Regions from separate parts of the Sus scrofa genome. Here all the other regions are linked to region 1. A link is a contact called in public Hi-C and HiChIP or PLAC-seq data. All regions are on one chromosome and are shown on one strand. The core of a region is the stretch at or near the end of the contact, and the rest is flanking DNA. Distances in the headings are between cores, read along the strand shown.

Region 1 (2,692 bases), core at 79-2,578:
TAGGCTGGCAGCCGCAGTTCCAATTCAATTTGATCCCTAGCCTGGGAACTTCCATATACCGCAGGTGTGGCCCTAAAAAGACAAAAAGTTTTTTTCTCAAGGATCTGAGGACTGACTGCCATGTGCTATGTGTTTACCCAGGACTGTCTCTTTTTAAAGAATCTAGGGATTTCCTGTTGTGGCTTAGCACTAAGGAGCCCAACTAGTATCCATGAGGACGCAAGTTCCATCCCTGACCTTGCTCAGTGGGTTAAGGATGCTGCCTTGCTGTGGCTGTGATGTAGGCCTCTAGCTATTGCTCTGATTTGACCCCTAGCCAGGGAACTTCCATAAGCCGCAGGTGTGGCCCTAAAAAGCAAAAAAAAAAAAAAAAAAAAAAAAAAGAATCTAGTTCCTACTTCTCCATCCTCTCCTTTTCCGGGTCACAGACCCAGCCCCAGTCTGGCGGTAATGCTCCACCCTGTAACAGCTGCTTTCATCTTCAGGTCTCCACCCTTAGGCTTCACCGCCCCCTCAGGTGTGACGACACCTCGTGGTGCTACCCATAGAAGTCACTGCATCTTCTTCAGGAGGCTATAAAGTCACGTTAAAGAAGGGCCCATGGACTCCGAGTAAGACGACCAGGGGCCCTGTGGGAGGAAGAAGCCTGCATCAGGTTGCACCAACCTTAAGACACCAGGAGCTTCTACAAACTGCACACAGCATAGGCATGGGTTCAGATCCTTCAAAGACGCCGTCCCAAGGCTTCTCGATCCTACAGGAAGGAAGGCATTTTCCTGAGAAGTATTGGTGACAAGAAGAATTGGTGTCGGCTCCAGAACCCTAGCAAATCAGTTCTCAAGTTGGTACCCTTCTGATGTTTTCATAGCGACAGTAGCTTCCCTGCAGATGAGGGGTTGGAGGAGCCGGGAGACTATTCCCATCCGCCACAGTAGGAAGCTGAGGCCCAGTGGGCGTTACGGGGGCAGATGGCAAGCAGGCAAAGGTACAGACCCGGGAGCGCAGGAGCCAGATCCGCGCCCCTCTTCCCTGGCGCTTGCGCACTGCGGGCCCCATTCCCCGCTCAACTCCGCCCTCCTCGCTCGGGTTTTCAAATTTGAAACCTGCTCCTTTTCCCGCCCGAACATGTTGACCAGCGGCGGGAGAAGGCGGAACCGCGCGCAGCCAATGGTGCCTCAGAGGCCCCCCAGCCCCGCCCCAAGGTGAAGACAGCTGGCCGCAGGAGGCAATGGGCAAATGAGTGAGGGCGCCCGTCGGGCCCCGCCTCCGCCGTGCCCACGTGCAGCGGCGGAGCCAGGGGCCTCCTAGAGATCACCCGCCCCCAAAGCACCATTCTGTGTTCCGGCCTTTCGCCACCAGCACGGGGCTGGGAACTGAGGCCTAGAAACGCAAGTAACAGACGTGGAGTTGCTGAGCGAAGCTGTAGGACGCAGCAACCCTCCAGCCCAGGAGTTTGTCCAAGGGTCGGGCCTGGAGCCGAAGCTTGTAGCAGCCCTACAAGTCTGAGGGGGCGGGCGTGGTCGCGTGGGGTGGGCCGAGGTTCCCCGAGGTTCCCCGGCAAGTTTCAGGAGGGCGGGGCCAGGAGCTGGGCTGTCCCGGGGCGGGGCGGGGCGTCCTGGGGGGCGGGGCCGAGCGCCTGTGTTTGTTGCGCCGTGTCAGTTACATTGTAACAAAAGTGGTGCAGCCGCTCCTCCGGCCAGCACCGTAGGCCAGCCCGCCGCCAGCTGTCGCGGACATGGAACCCGTGGCCAGCAATATCCAAGTTCTGCTGCAGGCGGCCGAGTTCCTGGAGCGCCGCGAGAGAGGTGAGGAAGAACCCTTGGTTCTACTCGAGGCAGCGACCTCGTTGACATGGGCCTGGGCTGGACTTGGCTCCCAACTTGAAAGATGCATGGCTTTAGGGCAGTAGTTCTGGGGCACCCCTCCCTCACCTCAGAGGCGTCGGGCAGTGTGGTGGGAGGGCTTGGCGACATAGCCCTGTAGCCAGAAGGCCCTCCCTGATCCTACTGTGCCAGGGCCGCCCGCTGGTGTTAGCCCCAGCCTGACGCGGGCGGGGGTTCTCTCCCGCAGAGGCGGAGCATGGCTATGCGTCCCTGTTTCCGCACCGAAGTCCTGGCCCGGTCCACAGGAGGAGGCGGCGGTCCCCCCAAGATCCTGGCGCGCTGGACAGTGGGCGGTGAGGAAGGCTGGGGACAGCGGGGACCTGGGGTGGGGGATGGGCGCCGGCCCTCTTCGGGCCCCTCCACTGCCCACTTCATCCTTGTTGCTTGAATCGTCTGGGTCAGGTACCCTCCTCTGGAGGTATTCAGACTCCTCCTGCCGTTTCTCCCCTCCTCTCCCGCCCCTTAACACTCTTCGTTCAAGGACTCTTTCTCTGGTATGTTAGGAACTGTAAACCAGACACTTCTGGGTCTTGCGTCCCCTCACACTCTTACACTCCACACTCTTACGTCCCCAAGCTTACTCCTTTGCTGTCTTCTCAACCCTTTGCACATGCTGTTCCCCCCAGTTGGAATGCCTCTCTGTCCACTACCCATTTTGAATAACTTGTGTTGCTGGGCTTAGTTCAGTTGTCACCTGTGTCCAGGAAGCCCTTCCTGATTGCTGCTGGGGTTCTGATTTGGACCCCACAGTCACCTGGGCAGGCCTCTGTCAGCATTTGGCCTCCTTACTCTCTCTGCCTCTGCCTGGC
Region 2 (2,692 bases), core at 63-2,562, 170 kb after region 1:
CATTGACTCTTATCTTCAAAATGGCAGCCACTTCTCAAGGCCTAGTGGCCTCGATGCCATTCTTGCTGCACTTCATGGGCGGAAAAAGTTCCCCAGCTGACGATGGAAAAATGGCTTCGGGTGAGCCTCCGCAAACTCCATCTTCCCGGAGCTGGGGAGATCTTGCCACATGGAAACAGCCCGTCCCTTTTCCCTGCACTGCAGATTGGTGGACAATTGGGCTGATCTAAAATTAAAATCCCTTTGGCAGTAGAAATTTCCAAATCTCAAAGTAGAATCGTCCTCCCCTCCCCCGTTGGGGGTCCAACGGCAGGATCTCCCGAAGGGAGGGGGGCTGTAGGGATCGAGTGGGGGCTCCCGGAGGCTACACAAAAAGGTTATTACCCCCCCATCCTTCCTGACTCGCTCGGGCGCAGCGGTCACAATAGCGCTGCACCCTGCGCCCCAGCCGGCGCCGGAGCCTTTGCAGCGGCCGTGCTGAGGCCGTAGGCAAGTCGGCCGAAGCGGGTGCACAACGAAGCTCGCCTTCCTAACGGCAGGCCTGCTCGGTGCACGGCTGCAGGGCCCAGAGGTCGGAACGCGGCAGGGGGAGAAACGGAGGCAGCGGGTGAAGCCGAGTCAGGGCAGCAGCAGCTGCTACAGCTTGACAAACATGGCTGCTGCCGACGCCGCCGCCGCCTGCCCGGGCCGCGCTCCTTCCCGCAGGGCCGGCAGCACCTCCTGGCCGAGCCGATCGCACTCATCAATATTCAGCAGCAAGCAAAGTTTGCTGCAGGAGAGCAGCCGGCCCCGTGCCCCCAAGCCGGCTACCTGAGGGGAGGCGCAGGCCGAGGTGCGCGCGGGAGGCCGGTGGGGCACAGGCCGCGCGGGGAGGAAGTTCGCGGCGGCCCGGCCGGCTAGGCCTGAGCCCCGCTGGTAGTGATGGAGGGGGAGGGGGCCTGCGGCCGCAATGCCGCCGGCCACCAACCCTGAGCCGCACCCGGCCCTCCCCCGCGCCCCTCACCTCACGGCCACCACCATCTTCCCCGCCCGGCCGCCTCCTCCCTCCTGCTCGCGCCTGCCCGCCACCCACCCCAGCGCACTAGTTACCGTGCCCCGCGCCCCCTCCCGGGCCGGCTGGGGGGAGGGGGTGACCCTCATTACACTGGGGCGCAAGCGGAGCGGTGGGGAGAGCGCGGAGCCGCTCGCCGCACCCCCCTCCCCCCCGCGTCTCTCTTCAGGGTAGAAAGCAGCTAGCGCGACCTGCCCCGGCCTATTCCGCCGCCGCCTCCTCCTCCTCACACCCCCACCGCGCGCGCCCCCGCGGCGGCGCGTGCGACCGAGCGCCTCGCGCCGGCCCGCGTGCGGCTGGGGCCCCGAGTGCGCGCGCACCCCTTCCCCCACGGCGCGCGCTCCCTCGCCTCACTCTTCGGGGTTCAGGGCGGGTGAAGTCGGGCTCGCGAGCGCGTCGCCCAATCAGCGGAGCCGCCGCTGCCGCCCCCTCCCCTCCCCTGCGCGCCCGCTTGCGGCCCGGGCCTACGGGCCGGCCCGGCTGTCCGGGCGGGGCCTGAGGCGGGTTCCCCAGAGGCCTCGCGCGCCTCCCCAGAGTGTCCGGGCCTGCGGGCGTCGTGGGTGGCACTCCAGTGCCCTCACCTACCTCGGGGCGCTGCGCGGGCCCCGGGCTGCATACAACTCTAGCACCCTACCGGTCTCGAGCCCAGCCCCGGCGGCACCTGGCCGGGCTGGGGCCTGTCTGACCGCCCCGCCAGACCCGCTCGGGCCCGCGTCAGTCCCGGCCTCCATCTTAGGTTACAGCCCGGGTTCCCCATCCACTGGGCACCTGCCCTCAGCCCGCTCGGCTCGGCCCGAGGCCAAAGCAACCCCCCCTCCTGCCGCAGGGCTCACCTGGGGGGTTGGGATGGGGTCTTCGAGGCCTCAAACCCCGAACAGGCGCGGCCGCAGGTGAACCCCCTGCCCGGCCGCACCCCAAGCCCACACCACCACCACCACAGACCAAGCTGAGCAGGAAACAAAATGGAGGCAGTAGCTCGGGTCTGCCTCCCCGAGCCAAGCCTGTACAGCCCCAGGGCTCCCTCCTGCCGCAGGCCCGACGCCCGCGAGGCAGGGGGCTGGCTCGTCTGGGGCTCCAAAGGCAGCCGCCCTAGAGCTGCGCAGACAGGCCGGGGACTCGGCCCTGCGGTCCCCACGGCCCCTCACCCACCACTCCTTCCCTTCCCCCTCCTCCCCATTCCTCTCCCTCCCCCTGCCCGGCCGTGCGGGGTGAGCGGCTCCCGGGAGCCGGGTCGGGTCGGGTTACCCGCCCGGGCACTGCCCGCCCGGCCGTGGCCTCGGCGGGGGAATGAGGCCGGGCGACCCCCGCGCTGAGCCCACCCCCCCGCACCCGAGCCGGGCAGCAGCCTGACAGCTCTCCCGCACCTCGGCCTGCCGCCGTACGGCCCCCTCCCAGTGAGGCCAAGTCCCCAGCCTGGGCACCGCCAGCACGAAGCTCCCTCACCACCCCGGGGCCCAGGGGTCCTCGCTGCCTCGGGCGGGGCAAGGGGAGCGCTGGGGGAGGGGTCCACTAATCCCTGCACCGCCTCCGGTGCCTAGTCCCGGTCTAGGCCTGGCACTGGGACCGGGACTCGGTCCGGGGGTGCGAGCCAGCGTGGGTAGGTGCGTGCGCACGGGGCAGAGGACGGAGGCTGGGGGCCCA
Region 3 (2,692 bases), core at 109-2,608, 160 kb before region 1:
TGTGGGGTCTCCTCTCTCCCCAGAATCTTAGTGACTCTGCCTGTGACCTGCTCCAAGTGGGAGCCACGAAGAAACTGCCAGGGCCAGGGGTCCATGGGCATAATGGGTGCATAGAGTTCTCCAGAGGGGCCTGTGATGTATCTTAAGAGCTTTTTCCTACACCCAAACACTGTGACCCACTGCTGGAAACCAATGCACAATGCCCTCCTTCTCTTGGTACAGCTGGTTACCCAACTAAGAACTCAGAGACCCAGCCCAACCACCTTCCAGATTGGACCAGGAGTTTTCTCAGGTTCTGTCACCTCCTTTGAGAAGATGGGGTGGAAGACCTTGTAGCTGATGGTAAAGGCTTCTGAGAGCTGCAGAGGGTTTCGGGGTCTCAGCTCAGATGGGAGCGGAGATGCTCCAGGAGGCTCTGGCAGTCCCACTTCCCTGCAGAGGACTCTTCTGAGGCCCCAGTGTTGCCTGTGCTCAGAGCTTTGGGAAATAAAGGTGTCAGGAGGCTGGCCCTGGAGTGTCCTTGGAGGAGCCCTGCCCTGGGAATCTGGGGTTAGATGCTACTTCTGGAACTCGAACCAACTTGGGATTCCTCTGGGAGGGCTGAGGCTTGGGAGGGAAGGCAAAGGATTTCCTGGGCTGGCCCCATCTGAGAGGGCTCAGGGGGTGGCTGGTAAGAGAGGGGTGCACAGCATAGGGTGGGGCAAGGAAAGGGTAGAGGTTGGGAGTGCTGAGGTAAGAAACTGGGTTGCAGCTGGGGAATGGTTTAGGAGGTAAGGATGGAGAGATGTGGTTAGGGACAGGATCAGAATGGGAACAGCATAGGCTAGACGGAGGAGGGTGCGGCTAGGGATGGGGTCTGATGAATGGGTAAGGGGTGTGTGTCTAGCACTGGGTTGGGAGTGGGGCTGAAGCTGGGAGGGGAAAGAAATGGTCTGGATTTGGGGTGGAGATGAACAGGGCAGCGGACAGTGATGAGGATTGATTAGGAACGGGCCTTTCAGAGGTGGGGATGGGCTGCAGATGAAATGGGTTAGGGCTGGGAGGTTGGGATGGACCAGGAGTGGGGACGAGGCTGGAGTAGAGATCAATTAAGGACGGAATGGGGCTGGGCCGGATTGGAATGGAGTGGATTTGGGACCGAAGCTGGGCCTGCATAAGGGGTTGGTGAGGTGGGGACGGGCTGCGTTTGCGTCTGGGGGAAAGGGGTGAGGGCGTCAGGCGGGCTGGAAACACCCTAGGTGAGAGTTTGGGACGTGGGAAGGACAGCCCCCGGGCGCAGAGGGGTAGAGCCGCCCGGGCGAGGCGCGCAGGGGCTGCGGGCGAGGGGCGTGGGGGCGCCCGAGGCAGGCCGGGAAGGGGGGGCGGGCCTCCCCCTGGGCTGGGCCGGGGCGGCGCTAGGACCGAGCGCGCGGAGGGAGCGAGCCGGGCGGAGCCAGCGCCCCCCGCCCCCCGCCGGCCGGCTCCCCTCCCCCGGCCGCTGGCTCGCTCAGCTCGCAACGCTGCAGAGGCTCTGAGGCGGCAGCGGCGGCGCGGCGACTCCCTCTTTCCCTCCCTCCTTCTCCGTCCGTCCGTCCGTCCGTGCGTCTGTCCGTTCGGCTTCGGTCCGGCCCGCAGCATGGCCGGCGTCAGCTTCAGCGGCCACCGCCTGGAGCTGCTGGCGGCTTACGAGGAGGTGATTCGGGAGGAGAGCTCGGCCGACTGGTGAGCCCCCCGCCCCCGCCCCCCAGCCCCTTTGTCCCCGCGCTGCCGCCGCCGCCGCGCCTTTGTTTCCACCCGGCCCCGCCGCCCAGCAGCCGGGAGGGAGGGGGAGACCCCGAAATGGTGCAGCGGCCCGGGAGGGCTGGGGAGGGGCTGCCTTTGTGCGCGCCGGGGGAGGGGCCGGGCGGGCCAGGCGGGGCACCGGCGGCCCCGAGCGCCCGGAGGCGGCCCCAGTCGCGCGTTGGGAGCGGTGGCCGGACGCGAGCTGGGGAGACGCAGGGTCCAGATGTGTGGCCCGGGGCCTCCTGGCCCTTCGGGAGGCCATCCCCCGCCCCCTTCCCTCCGCCCCGGACCCGGGGGACAGGTGTGCACCGGGCGGCCAAGGGCACCTTCGCCACCTTCGAGCGGGCAAGGACCGGGCAGGGACGGGGCGGGGACCAGCTATGAGAGCGAGTGCAGTCTGCCCGGCCCAGCCCGGCCCGGCCAGAGCACAAAGGAAAGCCAGGGCGGGGGGAGGAGCAGAGCGGGCTGGGGGCCGGGGCGCCCCGCCCACCGGGGGGCCTCTCAGAGTTGGGGTGTGATGGAAAGACGTTCATTGCCACATAGCCACCGCCAAGTGACTCCTGTTCCCTCAGGGGTCGAGGAGGCAGGGATCCACAGCCCGATGGGGATTGCAGGGACCAGGCGGCTGGGTTGGGACATGCCAAAGGGACTGAACTGCCTGCCTAGGGAACCAGGTGGGGTTCCCGCGAGGAAGACCCCAGGGGCACTAATGTGGAGGGAGTTCCTGGAGAAGGATGAGGGGGTGAGTAGATCCACTGAGCCATAACCCAGTGGCCCAGTGGCAAGGGGCTCTCAGCTTCCTGCTGGGGGAGGAGCTGGCCTGCCTTCTCCCCCTCGTGCCAGCTGTTGTCTCCCACTGGGCTATGGGAGGGGATAGACCACCTGCTCAGGGGATGGAGTCCTCAGTGTGGCAGGAAAGCCGAAGGGTTCC

What was found. Hi-C and Micro-C count contacts between places; a contact is called where the count stands out from the background. HiChIP or PLAC-seq counts read pairs in DNA pulled down with a chosen protein or histone mark.
Region 2: a contact with region 1 is called in a Hi-C map of skeletal muscle, with 5 times the contacts expected there. The contact joins the promoter of NSD1 here to the promoter of MXD3 in region 1. A contact is called at or near these places in 1 of 47 Hi-C or Micro-C datasets (skeletal muscle) and 1 of 2 datasets of contacts at active chromatin or transcription factors (alveolar macrophages).
Region 3: a contact with region 1 is called in an H3K27ac HiChIP or PLAC-seq map of alveolar macrophages. The contact joins the promoter of DBN1 here to the promoter of MXD3 in region 1. A contact is called at or near these places in 1 of 5 promoter capture datasets (fetal liver) and 1 of 2 datasets of contacts at active chromatin or transcription factors (alveolar macrophages).

Annotation. Positions count from the first base shown.
Region 1 is chr2:80,635,655-80,638,346 of Sscrofa11.1, forward strand. It overlaps MXD3 (MAX dimerization protein 3), which reads left to right and starts at 1,329. Exons shown (of 6, transcript NM_001244104.1): 1 at 1,329-1,805; 2 at 2,071-2,176. The coding sequence starts at 1,736. It overlaps LMAN2 (vesicular integral-membrane protein VIP36), which reads left to right. Exons shown (of 8, transcript XM_013994865.2): 8 at 486-514. The coding sequence ends at 499.
Region 2 is chr2:80,807,685-80,810,376 of Sscrofa11.1, forward strand. It overlaps NSD1 (histone-lysine N-methyltransferase, H3 lysine-36 and H4 lysine-20 specific), which reads right to left and starts at 1,313. Exons shown (of 23, transcript XM_003123667.6): 1 at 1,090-1,313.
Region 3 is chr2:80,479,245-80,481,936 of Sscrofa11.1, forward strand. DBN1 (drebrin) reads left to right here and starts at 1,359. Exons shown (of 14, transcript XM_021084369.1): 1 at 1,359-1,701. The coding sequence starts at 1,616.